Linked DNA regions of Mus musculus: all the other regions are linked to region 3. The links are chromatin contacts, called in public Hi-C and promoter capture Hi-C maps. All regions are on one chromosome and are shown on one strand. The core of a region is the stretch at or near the end of the contact, and the rest is flanking DNA. Distances in the headings are between cores, read along the strand shown. Region 1 overlaps Slc12a8 (solute carrier family 12 (potassium/chloride transporters), member 8). Region 2 overlaps Zfp148 (zinc finger protein 148). Region 3 holds the start of Slc12a8 (solute carrier family 12 (potassium/chloride transporters), member 8).

Region 1 (3,125 bases), core at 484-2,983, 42 kb after region 3:
ATAAGTCCTTTGCTCTCTTCTTGGTCTTCCTAGTCCTCATATGGTCAGGGGAGCGTGGAACTCAGTTCCCTGCTGTCAGTGATCAGGGGAGCACAGAGCTCAGTTCTCTACTGTTGGTGATCAGGGGAGCACGAAGCTCAGTTCTCTGCTGTCAGTGAGTACTCTGGGATTTCTTCATCATCACCGTTGCCCTGCTTCATCTGCCTCCCTAGAGTTCTCCAACCCAGCTTCCATATTGCCAGTTCCCATGGTCTACACACCATCTCAAATTAAAGTCAAACACCCTCTGGCCCTTCATTCATTATCTCCATTTTTCTACTTTTAAAAGTTAGGATTAATCTAATTATCTCTTAAAAGTAGAATTGTCTTTTCTTCACTGACAAGTTCTTATGTGTGAGTAATATATCTTGGTCATATCCACCCCCAAGACCCCTTCTAACAACCCTGAGACATCCCCGACACATCTTCCTCCCACCCTCACATCCGCTCTGGCTTCTGTATTGCTTTGGCAGCCCACTGAAGCCAGTTGTTACTTTCTGTTGAGTGGTGACTCCTGACTGTGTTGGCCTGGTCTTCTGCCGGTGGCCATAGCTGCTGTGGGTTCCCGAGTGTATTGATCGTGGCATGTCCAGAGGACAGTGCCCACAGTGCTCCTCCCCACCCACAGTACTCCTCTACACTCACAGTGCTCCTCCACACTCACAGTGCTCCTCCCCACCCACAGTGCTCCTCCACACTCACAGTGCTCCTCCCCACCCACAGTGCTCCTCCACACTCACAGTGCTCCTCCCCACCCACAGTGCTCCTCCCCACACCTGGGGCCTTCAATTCTTTCTGCCTCATCTGAGATGGTGTCTCAGCCTTGAGGGTGGGATGGAGGTCACATAGCTGTCCCATTTAGAACCGAGGACTCACTCAGTCATCAGTTCAGTCTCTTTGACCAGTTATGCGTCTCTGACCAAGATTACAGGGAGCACTGGTCTATATGTGTCACTATTTAGAAAGAAGCCTGACAATATGTCCACTTAGCAAAACCACACTGTGACAGATGCTGGGCAGGGTTGCTTCCCACCTCAGAGACGCAGAAGCAGCAGTCTGGAGAGAGGAGTAATTTCTAGGAACCCAGGCTTCTGCGGTCAGCCCCTTGCTGGTCTAGCAGAGAGGCAAAAATCTGAGTTATCAGACTTAGGTTCCTGTGTAAGGCCTATGCCCTAAGGCATGGACTTTTGCCTAGGTTTATAGTATATACGTGAGCTCTGTCCTGTGGAGCAGGGTGAACACGAACATTCTGGCTGCTCCTCTGGAGTGTGAAGTCAGCCCACATGGTGGCTAAGAAGGACAAGGCTTGGATCTTTCAGAATTGCTCAGCACTGGCTTACAGAGACAGGCAGTACATATTTGCATGGAGAGAGCCCACGAGGAAAGGTAGCCAGACTGCATGGCCTTTTTTGTCCCTGCAGGAGCGGTCGGCTAGTCTGTAGCCGCCATAAGGGAGGCCTCCATGCCCTTACTGTGAGACCCCTGTCTTGCACCCCATTTTTAGCACCCTGCTTCAGTCCTGGAACGGGAACAGGGGCCAGGTTACCACTGTGGCATTACCTTCCCAACCAGCTCCTGCCCCTTGTGGTGGACACCAACGCTGCAGGCTTTGTCTCCAAGTGGTTTCCAGGCTGTGGGGCAAGGCCTGCCTGGAGGGCCGGCCTTGCAGTGCCCTCCGTGGCCTCTGTGTGGAGTTGCAGTCTGTGTTCTCTCGGGACCTCTGGGCAGGATACCTCGCCCCAGGGCAGCTCACTCAGCCCTTCTCCCTTCCACAGTCCTAGGAGGAAACACCCACTCCTGTGTGTGGATTGCTTCTCCAGAGCTGGTGTTTATGTTTTTGTTCACCAAGGACTGTCATGCACACACTCTCAAGTGACACTGGACAGGGCTGGGCAGGGTTACTTGAGAGATGCCGAAACAGCAGCCGGGAGAGGGGACGTTGGTTCTGAGAGCGCCGCTGTGCAGCTAGCTCCCAGCTGGTCCAGCAGAGAGAGGCAAAGTCTGGGAGTAGGCAGAGAACTATTTCAATGAGGGCCTGACTTTCATTCCAGCCTTGGTCCCCATGGCCCTGCCTGCCCCTAGCAGTGCTGGCAGAGTCCGAGGGAAGCAGGGAACACCCTAAGCTCTGGTTCAATGCTAGACCTCTGTCCACCTGTATTTTCAAACTGCATGGGGTTGGGGATCCCTGCCCGGTGTCCTCTGCTCCTACAGGCTTCCGCATGGCCTTCTTCAGAGATGGGCAGTGAGGTGTAGTGTGGGACAAAGACTATGGGTCCCAGTGTTCTGCTCCCAGAAACCTGGGGATAGAAAGTCCCCTAACCCATTGGTCTGGAGTGTGCTGAGAGCATAGCGCCCATCTTTGTTCCAAACCTCTCACTTGACTGGTGCTCAGCCAAGGCTTGAACTCACAGATCTTTGCTGTGTGTGTGTGTACATATGTACGTATTTGAGGAACCGGGGAGAGGGACACTCTATATGTATTATCCTAGTCACCCTTGAAACACCTAGTGGGGGCCGTGAGGTAACAATGCCCACTTTATAGACAAGGGAGTGGAGACTCCAAAGAGCTGGTCCAATTTTCCTAGATTGTGTAGTAAGTGGCTTGGCTAGTATGACCTCAGAGGCGCCATGTGCCATCAGGTAGAGGTAGGGTCTCTATACTGCTTCCATTCTTTCAGATCAAGAGGGTCTGAGAGCCTGAGTTCTCAGCCAGCCTTCTCTTGTGGGGGTCAGATGGTCAGAGCCAAGCCCCTAGAGGGGTAAACAAGAGATGAAATAGAAGCCTGTGAACAACACCAGGCAGGGTGGTGACAAAGACATGCTCTCCCAGTGCCACTAGGAACTGAGATCTCGGACAAGCTCAGCCAACAAGTGCTAGATTCAGGTCCAAAGTCCGGCAGGTTTATTGTCAGGCCACCGAGGTCACTCCCCACGTAGCCTGCCTCTCACCCCTGGGTTCTCCAGCAGCTGCCTTCTTCCTGGAAGGCGGGGTGATACAGCAGGTGGCTCCACACTGGTCCTCTGCATTGAGCCCGAGGGCAGTCCCACCTCAGCGTGGGTGAGCATTTCTGCCATTCCTTAGCATA
Region 2 (3,330 bases), core at 826-3,325, 49 kb before region 3:
GGAGATGTGTTGAAGTAGAAAATGCAGTGATAGCCAGAAGCCGATAGAGAAAGGATTTAAAGAGACCTCAGGGTAGAGAGACCGTGGCTGTAGTCTGTGGAACAGAGGTGAGGACTCCTGTAAGCTTCAAGCCCAGTGGGTGAGGAAGCACTTCAGACTTGAGACTGCCCTCGTAGGGTGTGGTGGGAGGACGGAGGAAGGTGCCAAGGAGCAGTGCAGCATGGAAGCACAGCTTCCCCTGGGCAGACCACAGCACTGGGGATTGAATTCGGTCTCCAGCAGAGACAGACTGCTTCCAAGGACAGAGGTAAAAGGGCAGAGGGGGATGGTTAGCCACTGAGAACAGGATGTGCATGCCTTCAGATAGGGAACACCAGGACTCTGGACAGTGCTTCCTTAGCTCGTATATCTTTTAAGTTTTGTTTTCTTTCTTATTAAAATGATATAAATGAAATTTTATTTTTTGTGTGATTGTGAAAATGTGAAACTTTAAATCCCGTGGGAAATTTTTGAGGGAAAGTATAACTGTTAATGAAAAATGTTTTTTAAAATCATGTGGTGTTTTAGAATTTCCCCAAATTTGGACTTCTAAGACATATATCCTCAGAAGTATGACTTAAAGTGTTGTCTTATTCATTAACTAATATATGGATGTCAAATTATTTTAAGGCGAAAAACCGTTTCAATGTAGTCAATGTGACATGCGTTTCATACAGAAGTACCTGCTTCAGAGACACGAGAAGATCCATACCGGTGAGTGCTGTGTCCTGCCTAACTAAGCTCATGGTCACCACCACAGGTGGAGGGAGGGAGGGAGGGAGGGAGTCTAAAAAGGCACACTGCTTAAGACTATCAGTCTCTTAATTGTAGTTAAATCCAGGTTTTAATGAATTACAACAAATTATTTTGAAATAGTTCCATAATAATATAAATTACATATTTTGAGTAACAAAGAAGGAAACTTTCCTGAAATAGCTGTGTAAGCTAAGTAAAATGATCATTCCCACTTATAAGGAGCAGTAGCATCCTTCATGTCTCTTTGTTACATGGCGCACTGTATCAAGGAAGACGCTGCCTGTGTCTCCATCCAGGGTTAATGATTTGGAAGTTCACTAAAGTGATCTATATGTTAAATTTTTTAATCTCATTTTAAAGCAAGTATCTCAAATTTTCTAAGTGACTTTGATTTAATAGACTATTGACTTTTCTTCTTTGATATTTCTAAGCATTGTAAGAAGACGTTTCTTTGAAATTAATTTACAGTGTTCAGGAGGTGAGGTGTGTGTGTGTGTGTGTGTGTGTGTGTGTGTGTTTTAGATTTTGTTGGAATTAAGAATGGTGATGAGTGCTAACAGTGACAATGCCAGCCCTGCGAGTTATTAGGGCCTTGTTACGTCCCTGTCCCAGAGTTATTTCGATGTGGTCTTATGGTATGTGCAGGATCTGTGGAACGGGATCCTTGGACACACTAATAGATAGCAGCCCTTTTTAATCAAAAGCTTTCCTGTGTCATGTTTGGTTTTATTTTGAGACAGGTCTTAACTCTAGCTAAAATGGCCTGGAACTCTGTCTTTATGCCTCAGTCTGCTGAGTGCTGCTATCATCGGCATGAGCCGCTATGCTCGGCTGAAACATTTATCACTTTAATATATGGTGGAAGAAAAAAATCATGTGGCTTTTATGTGACTTGATAGTTAACTTGAAATTTCAGTGCAATAATAAAAATGTTAGGTCCAAGGTGAAAAGAGTTGAATATTTTCATGTGTTTATTAGATTTTGATGATTTGTTCATTTAACAAAAACTTAGTGGCTGACCCTTCAATGTTTTTCAGTTGCTAGGAGTACACAGAGACTATTTTGGAGATAAGAGACATATGGATAAGCATCATGTAATTAAGTGTTGTAGACTTCTTGAGAATTACCCCAGAGAAAGCCTCTGCAAAGCGGCCTGAGGCAAAGTTATAAGTCTGTGTGTGACTGGATGGGTGAGCGTGATCTGAGAAAGTGAGACATAATGCTTGTCCTTTTGTCACTCTGACATTGCACTGTGGTGAACTCTGAATGCCCTGGCCACAGTCTTGTAATAGTTCTATCCTGGTTTCATTCCTGACAAAACAACACGGGGCACGCATTTGTTCTAGCTCTCAGTTCCAGGCTGCAGTCTGTCACAGACAAGTCAAGGCTCATACATGCATGCATGCTGGTTCAGTGCACTCTCCTCCAGGCCCAAACCACGTGCTTCTCACTTCTAGGCTATGAATGTAACTAAGAAAATCACCCATAGACCTGCTCACAGACCAACCTGATCTAGACAGTGTCTCACTGAGACTCCCAGGTGATTCTCAAATGTTCCGTTGACTCTTAAAGCAAAGTCACACTTTCTGATTGGGTTTAAGTGAAGTGTGATGAGTAGTTTATTGAGAACTTACTAAAGAAATACCAGGTACTGTTGTTTAGTCCTCCCATTAGTTTTGAAAGGCAGGAGGTATTACTGTCCTCAGGATATATTAGGCAACAGAGAGAAGATGAGAATTTCTTTAACTTCTACAATGTAGTAAATGAAGTTGCACAGACTCCAGTTCAAGTCTCTGTCACTCTAGAGACCAAGATACAGCCACTGAGCAAAATGAGACACAAAATAGCTATATAACTTTTGGCTCTTTGAATTTTTCTTCCTGTCACTAAGCCAGTCAGTTTTGGCTTAGCTTCTCTGTGTGTTAGTAACATCTGCAATGAGTAGAAAGCAGAGGCCAACATTCTCATGTTACAGAAAACAGCCTTGAAGACATACTGACTCCAGAGGAGTCATAACAAGGCAAAGACACTCTCAGAGTCAGTGTCTCCTCCCCCTCCCTCTCCCTCTCCCTCTCCCTCTCCCTCTCCCTCTCCCTCTCCCTCTCCCTCTCCCTCTCCCTCCCCCTCCCCCTCCCCCTCCCCCTCCCCCTCCCTCTTGTGTATGCATGTGGGGAGGGGGAATTTTAATAACAGTTTAATCCAAAGGAATTGAAATTTAAATGTTATAAGGCCAGTAATTTTCAAACTCCCACCCACCCATCCTGTGATAGCAAGCTTACTTTTTTGAAACTAATTTTTAAATAAAATCCAGCACTGAGATTACCAGACATCAAGGCCTGACCTTGGTCCCCAGTACTAACAATAAAAAAAGCAAAAGATGCCAGGCCGAGATGGCACACACCTTTAATCCCATCACTCAGGAGGAGAGGCAGGCAGATCTTTGAATTTCAGGACAGCCAAGGCTACACAGAGAAACCATGTTTCAAAACAGACAAAAAAATGAATAAACCTTAAAAAAAAAAACTCAGAGAAAAT
Region 3 (3,186 bases), core at 365-2,864:
AACCCCACAAAGGAATGAAAACCCAATCTGCTTGTATGCTGATGTATACAACATAGAAAGGACTTTGGGGGTGTGCTGCTCACGTGTGACAAGCCAGGCACAAAACGATAATAAATGTTGTTGTATTCCATTTAGAGGCCAGTTATATTCAGAGTAGACAGAAAGACAGACAGTGCATGGGGACACCATGGGTGGGGAGTGGCAGAATGTGTGTTTTCTGTATGGGGTGATGAAAAAAACGTCTTGGGTGTAGTGATGATGGATCTTTGAGCACCAAACACTGGGAGCAAGATTTTCCACACTGTTAAAATGGCCCAGACTGCAAACTTTACATAAGACACCTTCACAGGAACAACTTCCCTGGAGCAGCAAAGAGAGGAGAGGGCGCCACCAGTGTTCCCGGGCTTTGCCTTCCCTTTTGTTTTAAAAGAACAGCCTCTATTTTTAGGGATTCCACACAAAGGCTTGTGGGCGTGGGAAGTACTCCCAGCTGCCCTCCTGTTTCTCAGAAACCCACATGGAAGCCTGGCAAGTTATTTAAGGTTTAGGAACTATGCCAGATTGAAAATGGAGATAATTTAATCTCTCTGTATGTTAATTCCCACCCCTCGTCCTGCAACCCGAGGTGGCTCAGTGGTCCTGCTGAAGTGGTGAGGGTCAGCCCCCCACCCCCGCCTCTCAGCATGCCCGGGCCGCATTCTGGAAGCTCCATTTCCTGCCAGTTCGGTGTCACCTGACTGAACCACCGCCCTTCGGACAGGGGGTGCTCAGGGCCTGGGTCTCTAGTCCAGATGCTCGAGTCCGGACGCTGGGGCGGGGTCGCCCGAGATGCAGGGCAGGTGGCCAGGAGCGCTTGCGGCCACGTGGCAGGACCGGGTGGGGCGGGCGTGGCCTCCGGAGCCTGAGTAGGAGCAGGTGAGGGTGCGGGCACTGCTCTGTGGAGGGGAAGAGTGGCTGGGGTCGCAAGGACCTGACTCTGGTGCCCAGAGCCTCATCCCGCAGCCCTCAGATCTTTTTAGGGTGATGTGTCCCAAAGGAATCTTGCCCTATTCCTCTCCCCACGAGTCTCCTGCAGGATGGGGAGCACGGCCAGTTGCCTCAGCCCTTCTCCCTCCCTCTCTTTTTTCTTTCAAATGTCATGGGGCAAGGTCCCTGGCCTCAGGAAAGCCAGATCAACTCCTCTGGTGGGCCAGAACTGTACTTTTCTGACATCTTTTTCTTACCTGCCCTATTCTGGCCAGGGTCCAGGGGCCTCTCAAGACAGCCGCCAGCCCTCTGGCTCTGCCTCCAGTACACTCTGCCTGCACTCACCACCAGACACGGGTTCCAGCAAGACCCCAAATGTCCTTGCTCTGAACAAAGGGTTCCCAAGGCACTGGGGAAAAGAGTGTAGGACTATGTCTTTAAGGGCTAGGCAGCTGAGCAGTCAGCCTAGACCATTCCCCAATATTCAGGAGTTCAGGGAGTAGGGAGTGAACTATAGGAGTTCCTGTGACCCCAGGACAACGGGAAATGATCAGGCGGGCTCTGAACCATAAATGAGGTTCTGAAGAGAGCAGTGGGGAGGAGTCCCCAGATGGGGCCAACAAGGTTTCTACTTCACCCACGACCTTTCTCAGTGCAGAGGAAGCTGGACAGGCAAGAAGCAGCAAGGGAGGGAGGGAGGGCCTGGCCTGACAGAGTGATGTTTGCTTTCCAGAGTGGTCTCCCTATCTAGATAAAAGTATCAGAACCTCACTTCCTGGAGAATGGCCCAGAGGTCTCCGCAAGAACTCTTCCACGAGGCAGCCCAGCAGGTAAGTCTGGTTACAGGGGTGGTGGTGGAGCTGGCAGAGGCCATCAGACAGACAGGTGCCAGCAGAGGGGGGGTCTGTGGCAGTGCAGTATTTTCAAAGCAGTTATCTCAGGTTTACTTAGGCGTTGAGGGAATACCTCGGACAGCAGTTAACCGTGCAGAAAGTCTCCTTTGGCATTAGCTGTAATGTACTCCGCTCTCTGCCCTCCACCCCATCATGGGAAGAATGCCACGAGTGGAGGCTGAGACTCAAATGATATGAACTCCCTTTAATAACAAATCAGATCAAAGTCAGAAGGTAAGTTTATTTCTAGAAAAGCTAATCTACGGAAATCAGGGGGTTTCTGGACTCCCTGATGTCTGCTGGTTTTGTTTTTATTAAGTCCTTCTTGTTGGTTATTAGTGTGTGTGTGTGTGTGTGTGTGTGTGTGTGTGTGTGTAGTGTGTAGTGTAAAATATTCCATTTGTGGTCGATGGTTGATATAGAATTGAAGGATTAATCCCTTAAATGAAAGCCCACACCTTGGTGCTTATGGGGTCTCTGCCATCCGTGTTCAGTCACCTTGGTGTTTCATTGCCCCCTGGGTTTCCTTTATGCTTTGTAGTGAGAGGCAGGGAGGTGTTCCTGCACTGCAAGAGAGGGGAGTAAGCCCTTCAGCAGGAGAAAGAATATATATTTCAAGAACAAGGTCTAGAGCTGAAAGTCCGGAGGTGGTAGGGGCATCCAAGCCACATGTTAACCCTTTTCATGTGTGCACAGATGCCAGTGAAGGCGTGCTGCCTGCTGACCAGCAGGCGGTAAATGCTCCATAAACATATGACAAGGAGTGGCAGAACTAGGCTGAAGTCAGTTAATGACTTTGTAATGCAGTTGGGGGATGATCTAGTCTCCAAGTAACAGTATTATATGTTAACACATTGGTGCTAGTCTGTGTCATTAAAAACAAAATTAAAAACAGAATAAAACGAAACAAAAAAACCTTTGCTTTCATTTCTGAGTCCTCAAAAATTCTGTGCCAGACCATAGGGGATGCACCTGGTTAGTCAGGTGACCAAAGCCAGGAGTGGAAGGAGTCTAAGACCAAGGCTTTTGCTGGGGATTATTGCAGGAACGTGAAGGCAGGGTAGAGTGAACAGTTTGGGGTGTGCCACTCTGAAGAATTTTTCTGGACTCTGGATTAAGTGTTGGTCTCTAGTTTCCTAGTAACTGACCCTGGGATGATTTAGGTTGGTGTTAGGAGTTAGTGGCCGCAGCTCTAGACTGAGAATTGGTAGGTTGGCTTATGAAAGACATAGTCCCATCTAAGCTTTTGCTCTCTAAGACAGCCAGTAGGATTTGGTCTTTGCCTGCTTATGAATGGATGGCTTGTATTACTTCAAACATTTACATT

Evidence for each region. Promoter capture Hi-C pulls out the DNA fragments that hold promoters and counts their contacts. Hi-C and Micro-C count contacts between places; a contact is called where the count stands out from the background.
Region 1: a Hi-C map of uterus shows a contact between it and region 3, with 1.7 times the contacts expected there. The contact joins the enhancer-like site here to the promoter of Slc12a8 in region 3. A contact is called at or near these places in 10 of 39 promoter capture datasets (the 3T3-L1 cell line, 3T3-L1-derived adipocytes, HPC-7-derived erythroid cells and 7 more), 5 of 484 Hi-C or Micro-C datasets (the 63-12 cell line, adipose-derived mesenchymal stem cells, nephron progenitors and 1 more), 3 of 115 datasets of contacts at active chromatin or transcription factors (CD8 T cells, embryonic stem cells and intestinal crypt epithelium) and 3 of 9 other capture datasets (adipose tissue, liver and pancreatic islet).
Region 2: a promoter capture Hi-C map of cranial neural crest shows a contact between it and region 3, with 1.9 times the contacts expected there. The contact joins the enhancer-like site here to the promoter of Slc12a8 in region 3. A contact is called at or near these places in 4 of 39 promoter capture datasets (cranial neural crest, liver, macrophages and 1 more), 1 of 484 Hi-C or Micro-C datasets (nephron progenitors), 2 of 115 datasets of contacts at active chromatin or transcription factors (both in embryonic stem cells) and 3 of 9 other capture datasets (adipose tissue, liver and pancreatic islet).

Annotation. Positions count from the first base shown.
Region 1 is chr16:33,558,773-33,561,897 of GRCm38.p6, forward strand. The region is part of intron 4 of Slc12a8 (solute carrier family 12 (potassium/chloride transporters), member 8); the gene reads left to right. Among named protein-coding and RNA genes, the nearest start is that of Slc12a8, 42 kb to the left of the region's middle. Within about 2 kb of position 1,734, at least 194 of the 459 cell types and tissues checked have an H3K27ac peak or open chromatin away from gene starts, as enhancers often do. A contact at or near this core is called in adipose tissue, adipose-derived mesenchymal stem cells, intestinal crypt epithelium and 1 more, where this site is marked.
Region 2 is chr16:33,467,431-33,470,760 of GRCm38.p6, forward strand. It overlaps Zfp148 (zinc finger protein 148), which reads left to right. Exons shown (of 9, transcript NM_011749.4): 7 at 670-753. Among named protein-coding and RNA genes, the nearest start is that of Slc12a8, 49 kb to the right of the region's middle. Within about 2 kb of position 2,076, at least 12 of the 459 cell types and tissues checked have an H3K27ac peak or open chromatin away from gene starts, as enhancers often do.
Region 3 is chr16:33,516,581-33,519,766 of GRCm38.p6, forward strand. It overlaps Slc12a8 (solute carrier family 12 (potassium/chloride transporters), member 8), which reads left to right and starts at 1,615. Exons shown (of 13, transcript NM_134251.3): 1 at 1,615-1,796. The coding sequence starts at 1,749.